Regions from separate parts of the Drosophila melanogaster genome. Here region 1 is linked to region 2. A link is a contact called in public targeted proximity ligation data. All regions are on one chromosome and are shown on one strand. The core of a region is the stretch at or near the end of the contact, and the rest is flanking DNA. Distances in the headings are between cores, read along the strand shown. Region 1 holds the start of Cpr73D (Cuticular protein 73D). Region 2 holds the start of lncRNA:CR45898 (long non-coding RNA:CR45898).

What was found.
Region 1: a contact with region 2 is called in a targeted proximity ligation map of the Kc167 cell line, with 4 times the contacts expected there. A contact is called at or near these places in 6 of 107 Hi-C or Micro-C datasets (the D17-c3 cell line, the Kc167 cell line, embryo and 2 more) and 1 of 7 datasets of targeted methods (the Kc167 cell line).

The regions. Positions count from the first base shown.
Region 1 is chr3L:16,954,266-16,960,260 of dm6, forward strand. It overlaps Cpr73D (Cuticular protein 73D), which reads right to left and starts at 3,424. Exons shown (of 5, transcript NM_001316452.1): 1 at 2,760-3,424; 2 at 1,061-1,267. Ogdh (Oxoglutarate dehydrogenase) reads left to right here and starts at 557. Exons shown (of 13, transcript NM_168704.4): 1 at 557-778; 2 at 1,063-1,277; 3 at 4,834-4,951; 4 at 5,020-5,157; 5 at 5,440-5,619. The coding sequence starts at 4,856. It overlaps Obp73a (Odorant-binding protein 73a), which reads left to right. Exons shown (of 4, transcript NM_001347747.1): 4 at 615-677. The coding sequence ends at 677.
Region 2 is chr3L:16,878,069-16,884,840 of dm6, forward strand. lncRNA:CR45898 (long non-coding RNA:CR45898) reads left to right here and starts at 4,123. Exons shown (of 1, transcript NR_133257.1): 1 at 4,123-4,471. It overlaps Lmpt (Limpet), which reads left to right. Exons shown (of 10, transcript NM_206388.3): 3 at 5,851-5,936. CG32170 reads left to right here. Exons shown (of 1, transcript NM_168692.4): 1 at 1-1,304. The coding sequence ends at 1,013.

The DNA of each region.
Region 1 (5,995 bases), core at 2,174-4,673, 75 kb after region 2:
TGAATTAAAAATAATATAAACCATAATTGTAATCCAATAAAATTAAAAGCCAGAAAAACTAGGCCCATTGAAATCTTAGTTGCAAAATAAATGAACATATATCAAATAAATACAGTCCACTACTGTTATAAATGCAACTAATATACTAATGTACATCTCAGCTTTGCTGGCCCTTTGGCAGAATGTTCACACATGAACACGAATATATTTAAAGACTTACAATTTTGGGCTCCGTTCATATCTTATGTAAATGAATCGAGAGCGATAAATTATATTTAGGATTTTGTTATCTAAGGCGACATGGGTGCATTGCTCAAAAACATGTAATTTAAGTGCACACTACATGAGTCAGTCACTTGAGATCGTTCCCCGCCTCCTAAAATAGTCCCTTAGTGGGAGACCACAGATAAGGTCCTCGCCGCTCAAGATAGGCAGATGTGCCCGAGCGTGGGACCTCGATAAGGCGGGGACTATTTACGTAGGCCTCTGCGTAGGCCATTTACTTTAAGATGCGATTCTCATGTCACCTATTTAAACCGAAGATATTTCCAAATAAAATCAGTTTTCTTACAAAAACTCAACGAGTAAAGTCTTCTTATTTGGGATTTTACAATGTCTTTGACTGTATATCGGACCAAATTACCGGCTACTGTCTGGATCAATACAGCAGATATTAGTCTCTGTCTAGTGTGCGTAGCAATTAAATGGTTTAGTGCAAGTTGAATTCCAGTTTTTGTGTCAGGCCGCGACTATTGCGACTATTCCTGAGAAAAACAATGTAGGTGGCTTCAAACATTGTTGGAAATTACTAAACATATGTTTCTCGCTTTTCTTTTGAAAATTTCGTTTCAATGTTTCTTAAATAACTTGATATGATTTCACGGATATTCAAAATGGAAAAGTGTCAAGCAGAAGTCAACCCAATCGTGGTTACAAAAAAATAATAATAATAAAATAATAATAATAATAATAATATCTTGAACCTATATTATTAAATTAAAGGTATCAAATGGTTTAAGTAGATTACGGAAAAATTTTGAATTCTTTACATATTACTTACAGACTTTTTACATCGCGCCTTTCATGATCTTCCACAGTGGCGCCATCTGCAGTCGCATAGGAATAAGCTCTGTATGCTAGTGTTACCGCTCACCAAAACTGTAAAAATAATCGATATCTGGCACAAAACGATAGCGTTTCGATATGTTTGAGAGTCCAGGCCGTGCGCTAGCATTAACAGTCCCACCACTAACGCAAAAGTTTTCGGCTGTAAAAACGTAAATATTTAAACTTTAAGCAAGTTTAGTGTAAAAATAATCAAATCATGTGCGTTAATTTGCAAAAAGTCTGCGGGGCTATGGTCCATTTAGACTTAGTACTGGATTCAGCGGAAAACTCGCATTTCGCGTGCTTTTCACTTGTCCCACATTCGAGGTCCGCTTTTGCATCATGTGGAATTCCAGGAATTACCATCATCGTTTCAGCGATCAATGAGACACTGCCGCGTGTTCCCCTTTCTAAAAAGTGCATTTAGCAGGCATTTGATTGGTATTTTCCAACGTTTTTCCCCATTTAATTTCAAGGACTGTTCTTATATAATTGGAAAAGTGCAGGTGGGCGTCTCGTCGGCGGAAAAGCGCTTGCGCCGGCCGCCCCAAATGAAAAGTGAAATTTCGCAATGCAAAACAAGCGACGTCGGCGACGTCACATGTGGTTTTTTGTAAAATTAACTTGCCGCATTGATGACGCAATTGACCGAGTGCCGCGTGTGCTTTTCTCCCCGCCGCCCAATGAATCATCAATCAAAAGCAATGGCAATAGCAACAGCAAACCGCAAAGAAAGCGCGCGGCCGCATTGTCTGGGGCAGCACAACTAGTTATTTTTTTCTGCTGACGGATGTGGATCATCTGCCACAACCTATCATAAGTCGGCTGCAAAGGCCCCAGATCGGGAATAGTAACCACAAAAGTATTATAGTACTACGGAACCTCTACCTCCCCCTCGCACCCCGCTCCGCAATTACTTCATGCCCTTGGACCGCTCTTCTTCTTCTTCGCCTAGAGGGGGCTCGTCCAGGGTTTTTTTTTAATGGAATGCAAAACCCCACTGAGTGCGTCTCTCTTGCCTTCTTATACCCTTTTATAGGGTATCATGGCAATTTAATGTTTTACGCCAACTACGATAATAGCTTTTATTCAGTCTTAGACTAATTGGTACACTGATATCTACATAGTTATCATTCGATAGTCAAATTACCATTTCCGCTATTTTTTAGAGCAACATTAAAATTTACATTTTGCCACAAAAACCAAATAATAGTTTTTTATATAACTTTCTACATTATACATTTTTTTCGATAGAAAGTTAAACTATTAAATACTATAAAATACAACAATTCTAAAATAACTAAGAGTATCTAATGATCGGTGCCTCTTGAGTGTTCATTAATTTCGCACTCGCATCAAGGTAAATGGTTGTGTCTGGTGTGTGAACTTGAAACTTTATTGATTAGCGGAAAGGTAATTGATACACGCACAAATTCACTTGCGCTTGACCTATTAAATGCACTGTGAAAAATATGTTAAGAAATTGTTAAGATGTGATTCTGGATAGTGTACCAAATTTAATTTGAGTTGAGAAATCTTTTAGATATACAAACATTTTGTATTTTAATATTGTTTCTCGTTGTCTTTGGTATTATGTGATAAACAAGTTCTATGAATGTATTATACATTTTATTTTTTTGTGTATATCATACCGCTTTTTCTCTCCTCTCGTTTTTGGCTGTGTGGGCGGCATTCTTTGAAATGCCGGCTGACGAACGGACTTTGGGATTGTTGTAAACAAATTCGGGCTATAAATACGCAAGACATGGGCAACAACCAGGAGGCGAGGCGGTTAGATAAACGGAGGAAGTGCGGTCAATATGTAGATACATGAGTATGTACCTGACTGTTATCAGGTCCACCGATCGGCGACCGACCCAACCCCCTTTTGCCAGAAGATAAAGATACAACGCCGAGTTGTCATGTGGCCGCTTTGTGTGTTTTTATCACACACACACTCTGTATTTTTCTTCCAAGCTTGCAGCCCGCTCGGCGGTTCGTGAAGAGCAAATTCGATTTCTAAATTTTATATTTCACTCTCGAAGGCGGCCGCTTTTGTATTTTCGCTTCAGTCGACGCGCAGCACTCAGCACGAACAAACGTTTGACGCGTATCTGCGAGATACGGATACGAGTACGACGAGTACATATATTCGGTTGGTTTTTGGAGCAATCGCATGCAGTATATGCGTATATATTATACGGTGTCTTGATTCATTCCACCGCGGTGCAGTGCATATACAGTCGGAACTAGACCTTCCACCGACCGAAAGCCTAATGGATTTTTCCAGTCATGCTTCGAATTGTGGAACTGCAAGCTCATCCGTCGGACTATTTCACACTAATTAGCTCCATCATCTGGCCGTTCTAATAACTCAGCTGCTCTCACGCGAGCAGCTCTTCGTTTTTTTATTTTTTGCACTTATGTAATGTGTTTTCGTAACATCGACGTCGAGCAGAATATAATTGCAGGGAAAGCAGTATGTGAAAAGCGCCAGCACAAAACAAGCAAACAGATAAATGACACTGAAAGAAAATGTCGGGCTGCTAAATTGAATTATCTATTGTGGGGTGGACAATGTAACTGTAATTGTAGCTATGACCGAATCAAATAACCCGAGTGATGCACTTTCAAATACTTAGCTTTGACCACTCCAAACCGGTTAGCCGTTCCAATTGTTTTCTTTCATTTTTTGTGCTCTCATATCTGGGGGCCAGTATTTTGTAATCACTTCATTTGGATCGTCTGGCCAGCATGCGTTCGTCGATAAGACATGTGACCTGGCCACGCATTCGTTGCCCCATAAGTTCTCATTCCGAATTTCATTCAATTTGTACGTATTTTTTGCACGACTGGCTTTAGATAGGGATTCAATTACGACATCCGCACGCGCTAGCCTATCGCCAATAATTTGATTAATAACTTGACAAATTCTGGAAGTGCTGGCGTGGCATGACTGGAGGCCGGTTAAGCGCCCTCCTCTTATCACTGAATTGCGTCTAGAGGGTTCTGCGTTTAGTCATGGACCACAGGAATTTATAACTCCAAGCCAGGGACATTCGCTCTTGACGCCTTTGCGTTATCTGGGCAAACTCGTTTTGGGCCAAATACCCAGGTGAATGCTCACTGTGATTCGGAGACGGCAAACAAAAAGTGAGGGCAAATATTCACAACTGATTAAAAGTTGGGAAACGAACAAACTGCGCAAAAAGCAGCTGGCTCTCCCTATATAAAACCCCCCCATTTCACCATTATATTTGGGGGCCAAAGTATCTCCGCCATTTCTTGGCTGATTATCAAAAAAGCGAGCGACGGACTGGCGTATGGCATCACGTGTGCTTTTTTCCACCAAGCGATCCCCCGATCTCAACGGTCTAGTCTGGCTTTGGACGTATGTAAATTCCCCCCGCATCCATTCAATTGTGAACTTGTTTCGTGAGCGTGAGGGAATTTCATAACTGGCCCACTGGCCTGGCAACGAGTTCGGAACATTCGGTTGATCGGTGACACAGTTAAAACCCAGAACATGACCATGACGTAAAAACTTCTAGGCTATCTTATCGCGTTTACAGCAGCCGAGGGTCAGGAGTTCGGTGTTTAGGGGGTGGCACTGGCACTATCTTTTACGTGGCTTGTTTGTCAACAAAGCCGCCATCGATTAATCAGTTGGAAGTGATATAATAGTGGGCTGATAAGATCTTCACTAAGATTGTCTCTTTCTTTCAGTTCTATTTTGTAAAGCTACAAAATGCATAGAGCCCACACAGCCTTCAGCCTGGCCTTGTCGCCGATGGCGCACAAGAACTTCGCCACATGGCTGCTCAAGAGCAGCAGCAGTCAGCAGGTGAGTTTGGTCGATATAACCATAACTCCAAAGAAAACCCCAACTAATGAGCCCCCAATCTTTGGCAGATGGCCAAGGTAACTGCAGCGGCCGCTGTGCGCACCTACAACTCCGCAGCTGCCGAACCTTTTGCCAACGGCAGCACCGCCTCCTACGTGGAGGAGATGTACAACGCCTGGCTTCGGGATCCCACTTCCGTGCACACCGTAAGTATCCCTATTAAACAGGGTTTTATTTCTGCGCCTTTTTAAATTCAACTCTTGATTTTGAGTCATCGATAAACCAGTTTCTAGTGTTTATTTCTGAAGCGGAAGTGCTTTATTACCTTTTAAAAACCACTTAAAAATGTTAAGAGCTTATACTAAAGGGAACCAAACTTCTCTGCAATAAAAAATATAATAAAAGCCTAATAAAACGGTGATCCTGGAATAATGCATTCACAATAAATGACATGACAATAAATCCTTATTGATTCATTCTTCTTTTAGTCCTGGGACGCGTACTTCCGCAGCAACAGCTACGTTAGCCCGCCCAACTTGGCGCCCGTGCAGGCCAACACTCTGCCGCTGACCGCCTTCAACTTTGGAGGAGCCGTCGCCGGCGCTGCGCCCGACTCCAAGACCATTGACGACCATCTGGCCGTCCAGGCCATCATCAGGAGCTACCAGGTATGTCGACTCGTGCTGGCTCAATTACTTGGTTTCCAGCCGATCGGTGGAGATTGCAGCCAGAGTTGGCTCTTTTTGTTTTGTTCTCCTAGGTTCAGTTAATGTTTATGTTTAGATTATGATCAGTAGAGTTGCCTTTGCCCCCCCTTATGTGTGTTCACAATTGTCCATTTACCCAGACCAAATCATTTCGAATCCAGTATTCATGGTAGATTAGAAAATACTTCGTTGACTCACCCACGCCATCCACAGTATCCATAGAGTTAGACATTCACTCCTTCATGAGTAGTTTGGTTTTCTGTTCGATCACATCCATTTCGGTTCACCAAATAGTTATATATTAAGGGGATTTGTCACTTTTGATTGCACCATTCCT
Region 2 (6,772 bases), core at 2,873-5,372:
TTAAAACCCACTCCAACGACGATCTGCTGGAGGATCAGCAGCGGGAGGAGGATGAGCGTGAGAAGTACAAGACAGTCACCCTAAATAGCTTTAGGAAGTCCTTCAGGGACCGCTTGCTGCAGCAGCAGAAGGAAACGCCCCACAATCCCGCCTGGTTTGTGGAAGTTCCCGGCCAGCCAACAACCACGAAACCTCTGGAACGTCGCGAGTCCAAGGAGAACCGTCCCGATTTCCTGGTCTTCGACAATGATAACTACCGCCCTCAGTCGCGTTCTCCACTCCGGGATCGTCCCTCTCGTTCCGCCACCCGTTCTCCGGTGAAACGCAACGAAACTTTCCGGGTCACGCAACCCTCAGTGCGTCATATGTCGCCATCGCCGACACCCACACCTGCTCCCTCCATTCGCATCGAGATCAAGAACTCCATATCACCGCATTCTCCGGGCAGATTTGTGCCCGTGGGCGTGGCCAAGCCCATGCCCACCACGGAGTACTATGCGCAAAGACTGCTCGCGAATAGAACCAGCATGAGCCCCAGTCCAAGTCAAAACCAGGGCTCTCGATGGTACCGCCAGCAGAACTCACCCACCCGGTTGAGTGTGGGTCACCAGCAGCAGCAGCACCAGCACCAGCCCAGCCACCTCAGCCAGCAGCAAAAGGGAGGACGAACCCTGGTGCACATTGTATCCGACCAGAGTAAGACCATGACGCCACCAACCCGAGGCAGGGCGCCAACAAGAATCCAGCTGTATGACAATAAACCACAGAGTAGACCACAGGCAACGACCTACTTTGGCGGCCACTACAATGCACCTGTTAAGCCCGGCCCGCGATCAGCATCCACTGGTGGACCCACCGTTTATCTGGGGCGTCGCGAACCACCAATGACACGTGCCACCACCACCACCAACGCCACCACCAGCAACAGAAGCATCGCCAACAGCACCACCGCCCACATGGCCGCCCCCGTGCCACGACGCAACCGTTCGCCGATCAAAATGCCCTGGCGGTAGGCGTTAACCGAATATCTTATATAGAGATATGTGTATGTCATATTGCCAATCGAGAATCAAGAATGAGTGGATGACATATATAGCTGTTCTTTCCAAAGTGACAAAGTCGTCGAAGTTGCGTCATTATCAGAGCTGGGAGCTCAGCTTTGCCAACGTTGTTTGTGCCCCTCCGATAATGGGCAAATAAATGATTTATGTAGCCCCATCAGTCCGAACAATTCGTATCGTGTGTTGTGAACTTTTTCTACGTAAAATTATTTTTAAGTAAATACAAAAATAAACGACAAACAGATAATGCAAAATGTGAGACCCAGCGGGGGATTTTTTTTACGATTAAATGGCTTCGGCGAACTCCAAAAAGCACTCGGGACTTATTATAGTACAGAGTGTTAACTGTCAGTTTTGAGTTGCCCCCAAAAAGAGTGCTCTGAACTTGCTAGATATACATTAGTGCTATCAATGTATAGTAACAGATGGATGGATATGCGAACATATAGCTATGAGTCTCTCTATGACTAACGTGCATGAAAATGAGCCAGTGTTACGTGACAAGCATTTAATATGGTCACTCGATTGGTCTGATGGGCGGGGTGAGGGGATTTTCTAGTTAGAAAGCAGCTGATGAGCTCTTGGCCATATTTGGGCTGAGAATATGTATTTGTACTCGCAGGCAAATTATGGAATAAATTGTCTTTCCCCCAAACCAAAACAAGAGGCGCTGGTGATGTCAGCCGTCTATCCATGCGCTTCTCCTTATTTTCATTCTACGAATGCAACCAAACAAACATTCAAATTCTTTCTATTTCAAACTGGGAATTCCCATAGAAAAGAACTCATTTATGACTAGATGCCTTCTCTGCGCTTCTCAAAATTTGTACTTAACCGGTGCACCTTAATACCAAAATGACACTCGGTCTTAATAATAAATACTTATATAAATTTTAATAATTCATTAAAAATAAAATCTTAGATATTAATGTTTCGGATGCTGCTATTAACAATAGAATGCCTGAAATACTAAACTATGTTTTAGAATAAATTTCCTTTCACCAAGTCAATACACTAAAGCTTAAACTAATGTCAACGGCCTTTCTATGCTCTTCTTAAAAAGACTATCTTAAAGTAAACCTAAAATAAGACAATGTAGTTATTTTAAAAGCTGAGAACTGAAAGCTCCTTACCCCATCTTAACTGTATTGTTTTGATGACAAAATCAATTTTCATTATTTGTCATTCAGTGAATAGGATTCGATCTAATCTCATTGCTAGTACTAGACTATTGTTTCGCGGGGCTTTATAAAACAAAATATTAGAACCAGGTTTCATTTATTTAAAACTCCTTCTTAAACGCGAAATGGCCACCGCACAAGCAGCGATTTCGCTGACCGCATCCGTCTTTTGGCTATTCGCTAATTAGTGGATCATTGCCCCAGTCTAACTTCAGATTAACTCTGCGCACATTTCACTTTCTAATCTGGCAGGCCAACGAGGCCAGCAAAAGACTAGTCTCTGCCCAAAAGCTCTTTTAAGTGGCAAGATCGTAGAGACATCTTTGGTCAGTGCAACTACAGCTTCAGTTTTTGCTCGGATCTAGGCATGAGCTTGAACTAAATTAGTCTCAGTTGGCGAGACGCACTTTGTTTGGCCAGATTTCGAGTTGCGTTAATGTGAACTAGAGTGTGAAAATCACTATGTTTGCAATGTAAGCTAATACGCAGATTAACCTTGCTAATACGGCTGGAGTCTTGGCGCTTTTTATTTTTTTTTTAGTTTTGCGTGGGTCTACAAACAGGTTGAATTTAGACTTTGAATCATCATCATCGCCAGTAAATAGCATCGGGCTAATTCGTGATCGTTGGGTCGGAGGTTCCCTCAACTCAGTCCCCAAAAACTCCACTTGTTCCGTCTGTGAATTTGTTAATTTGGCTTGTATTTTCGGTACTTTACTTAAGTGTGTCGGCTTTTTTTTTCGGGTCTGTCTCTTTTTTATTTGGGTTGTGTTTTGCAATGAACAAACACTTACTGTTCTGTTGCTTGCGCTTTAAAAGATATACTATGTACTACGCATAGATTCAATTCCAAGTAACCGAGGACCGGTTTTCAGTTTTTTTGCTGTTGATACCGCCAACTGAGACGACGACCTACGGATTTTAGTACCCTGTAGCGGTTTTTTCGGTTAAGGTATTTTGAATTGTCATAAAATGTGATAACTAAGGAAAAATCAGTAAGTATGACAAAAGTGGAGATTAAGATTTCTGTTCCAATGTTTAATTTAGTGCTGTATTTATACCTAAATTCGTGGAATTTAATAAATACAACTGAAGTTTATATAAAAATAATTATTTAAATATTCAATATTTGACTAAAATAAATTATGGAAAATGTCAACATTGCGTATGCGTGATATTTAGGCTTTCAATGATTTCTATTTGGTAGTTTTGTCTTACTAATAATTTGTTTTACAATTTCTATTATCTGTAAGTTTAGGTAAACTATCTTTGAGTTTAAATGTAACCATATCACTCTCATTTTACTGCAGACAAACAGTCAACAGCCGGTGGCATAGCGTCATTGTTCGAAAATGTGGTGGCTGAACGAACTTTGATTCAGTTTTGTTTATTTTTCGATATTTTGCTATAAATTTCGCTTGGCTGTGCCAGAGTTTTGCCGCCACCGAGTGGGAGTCCCCAAGTGCGTGGGCATATCAGAACTGGACTGACCACCATTAGAGCCAGATTTGTATGCGCTAAATTTTTACATGACTGCGCGCCCAAAAATGGCAATTGCAGCATAATATTTCTCGTATCGCGAAACCGAAGTCAGCTCATGTTTATTTATACTAGAGATTATGGTAATTAAAATGAAATTGGTTCACAGACGACAAGACGGCACATGAGATCATAAATTCGGATGAGATTTTGAAGGAGGAATACAAATTGGATGATAATCTAGGCATTACATTAAATCCGACTGGGTGAAATGTGTTTAATATCGAATTACAGCGCCATAACATTTTGTGAAAGTTTCGCCATCATGGATTTATTGACATACCCATTCGTTTAATTGGAGACACATTAATCTTTGCACACAGCCAAATAACAAAAAAAAAAGGCAGCACAAAGTCAAAGCGGAAGACAAAGCGGCGACCCGCCTAAGTGGAAATCAAACATTTGCCGAACAGCGGGCCAAGTTGCAACTTAATGCCAATAATATCCGCGCATCGGGCGCAAATGTTTGCCCTGTCTATGTCTACGCTGCCCTCGAATCGTAGTACCCTCGACCCCTCGAATCCTCGTCCCTAGTCCTTATCCCCCCGCCCCCTTCCATTGTCTCCCCGGCACTTTATTCCGCCGCTTTGAACTGGGTCAGCATCGATTTTTGGCCAGCGACGTGTCACAATTATCGCTGCCAGCGATGGATTCGATGTCACCCAAATGGCAGTTCTGCCTTAAAATGCCAAAAAAAAAAAATTGATGTAATGTCCCTGCCCGAATATTAGATACCTAGTTTTATGTGTCATGCATAAATATTAAAGCCTGCCCTAAAAGATTATCAGATGGTAATAAAGTTTTAGATTATGATTTAGATTATATGATAGATAGTTAGATAGTTCTGCGATATCTCCTCTGTTTTCAATTTATATGTTTCAAGTTGCTAATAAAGATTTTCAAAAACCAACAAATATGATATTCCTTTTATTCTACCTACCTATATGACCAATTCGAGTGCACTGTGGGCAGCTCTAGACATCCTGAATATTAATGTGCCCGGGTCAAAGCAATGAAAAGTCAAGTCTTGTGTTTATTGGCAAGCGTTAAGGATTACATATAGCCATAGTTCGAAAGCAAAGGAAGCAAAACAATTTTTACTGCAGTCCTCGAACTCGGCACAAAGGCAAAAGGCAAGTTTGGCCAAAAATGGAAGCGTGCCAAGTGCAATTTCTGTTTTGCTGTTTTGTTTGTCGGCTTGTCTTGGTTCGGCGTGTATTTTTGGAACAAGTGCAACATCCACGCCGGCAACTGCAACATCAACATCCGATTCGCGGCAGCAACTGCAACTGCAACTGAAGCTGCCACTGCCACAAACATATGCATACCCCCCGTCCCCCGCCCCCTCTGACTGGGCTTAACTTCTGGCATGTGCCGGCGCTTTTCTTTGGCTCCCCGGCAGCTGGCCAACAGCGATTTCCATGCATTTGCATCCGGAGTCCGGCAATTTCATTTCAGATACGGCCAGAACAGAAGTACATGGCATTGTTTGGCGCAATGGCGCGTAAATGAGCAGGGCACAAATTAAGATGTACAATCGTAAATCGGTTTTGTCTGGGCGCCCTGGTTTTTTATTTCGCATTTTAGCATGTTTTTTTAATGTATTAAATGGGGGTAGTTTCTCGAAGTACATAATGCATGTTGGCTGGGTGCAATAATAATCTTGAATAGTAAAAAAGTATAATTATCTTAATGCATTTGAATTATTTGTTGAAGTAGAAGGGATATTTAGGACAGGATGCACTTAAACACATTGCTACGTTGGGTTGCATCAAAAAAAATTCATATTAATTTTTTCGTTTTAATTTATAACATTTATAAAACGCTGCAATCATGATTCGCATCATATTCAAAATATTTAATATGTTTACCTAAATCACCCAAAAAATAAATATGTAACTATCGCAGGAATAATACAATTAAAAACGTAAATTATTAACTTAAATCATAAAGACATTGTGGAAAACTTTTTTCAGTGTCTTCTGTGTTGCTGACGTGCAATAATTATTTTCGATACATAATTATGGTTAGTTCCTGAGTAATTAAATTTTTTTTTTGCTCTTTTTCAGGGTGCCATTATAAGAGAGGTGGAAGATGGAGTACGGTGTGAGCAATGTAAATCAGATTGCCCAGGCTTTGCAGCGCACGATTGGAGGTAAGAAATCATCACCTTTGAATATAATCTACAATATTTTCAAGCAAGAAGTTCGAATGCATTTTTGAAAATATCAGTTAATCCTTTACAATAGTTCCCGGTTTAAATTTTTTTAAAATTTGTAATGCGTTTTCTTGGCTACTCAGCAAAAATGTCTCTTAGATTCAATTCAAGATTGCTTTATTTTAGCAAAAAGAACACATCGCCCCTCAAGGTCTGCCAACTTTTTGTGCCTTCACTGTAAAGCTCACTGAAAAGCTTTACTGCTTGATAAGATTAGTTGCAGGAATGGCCGCTAGATGGATCGGTCTGTAGTTTCGTAAGCAACTTAACAAACAAAGTAAAAATCAACAAATCTATAAGATACAACAAAGTGAGCGCATTGTTTAAAAAGAAGACTCCAATATATTAATTTGAAATGAATTAAAGAGAACATTTAAAGATCATTTTCCTGTGCTTGGCTCTGCATTCGTGTGTCTCGATAAATAAATTATGCGTCAGCGGTGCCAAAAACAGAGAATCCTCCTCGCAAGCAGCAGGAAATCGAGAAAAAGGCAAGAACAAATCACCTACAATCTTGTGGTTCATAAAAGCCAAGATAGAAAATGAACCAAAAACCGCAAGACGGTGGCAAAGGCGATTTGGCAGCGCCTCCATATATTCCCTCAATGAAATATATATATGGATATATACATATGTATTAGAATCGATGACATCGGTGCAATGTGCAATGTGGATAATGACTGGGGCCGCAGCGTTAATTTATTGCTCGCCTTGTGGCCGCGAACCAAATAAATATTAGCTCCTCTGATTATTTTCACTATTTATCATTGATA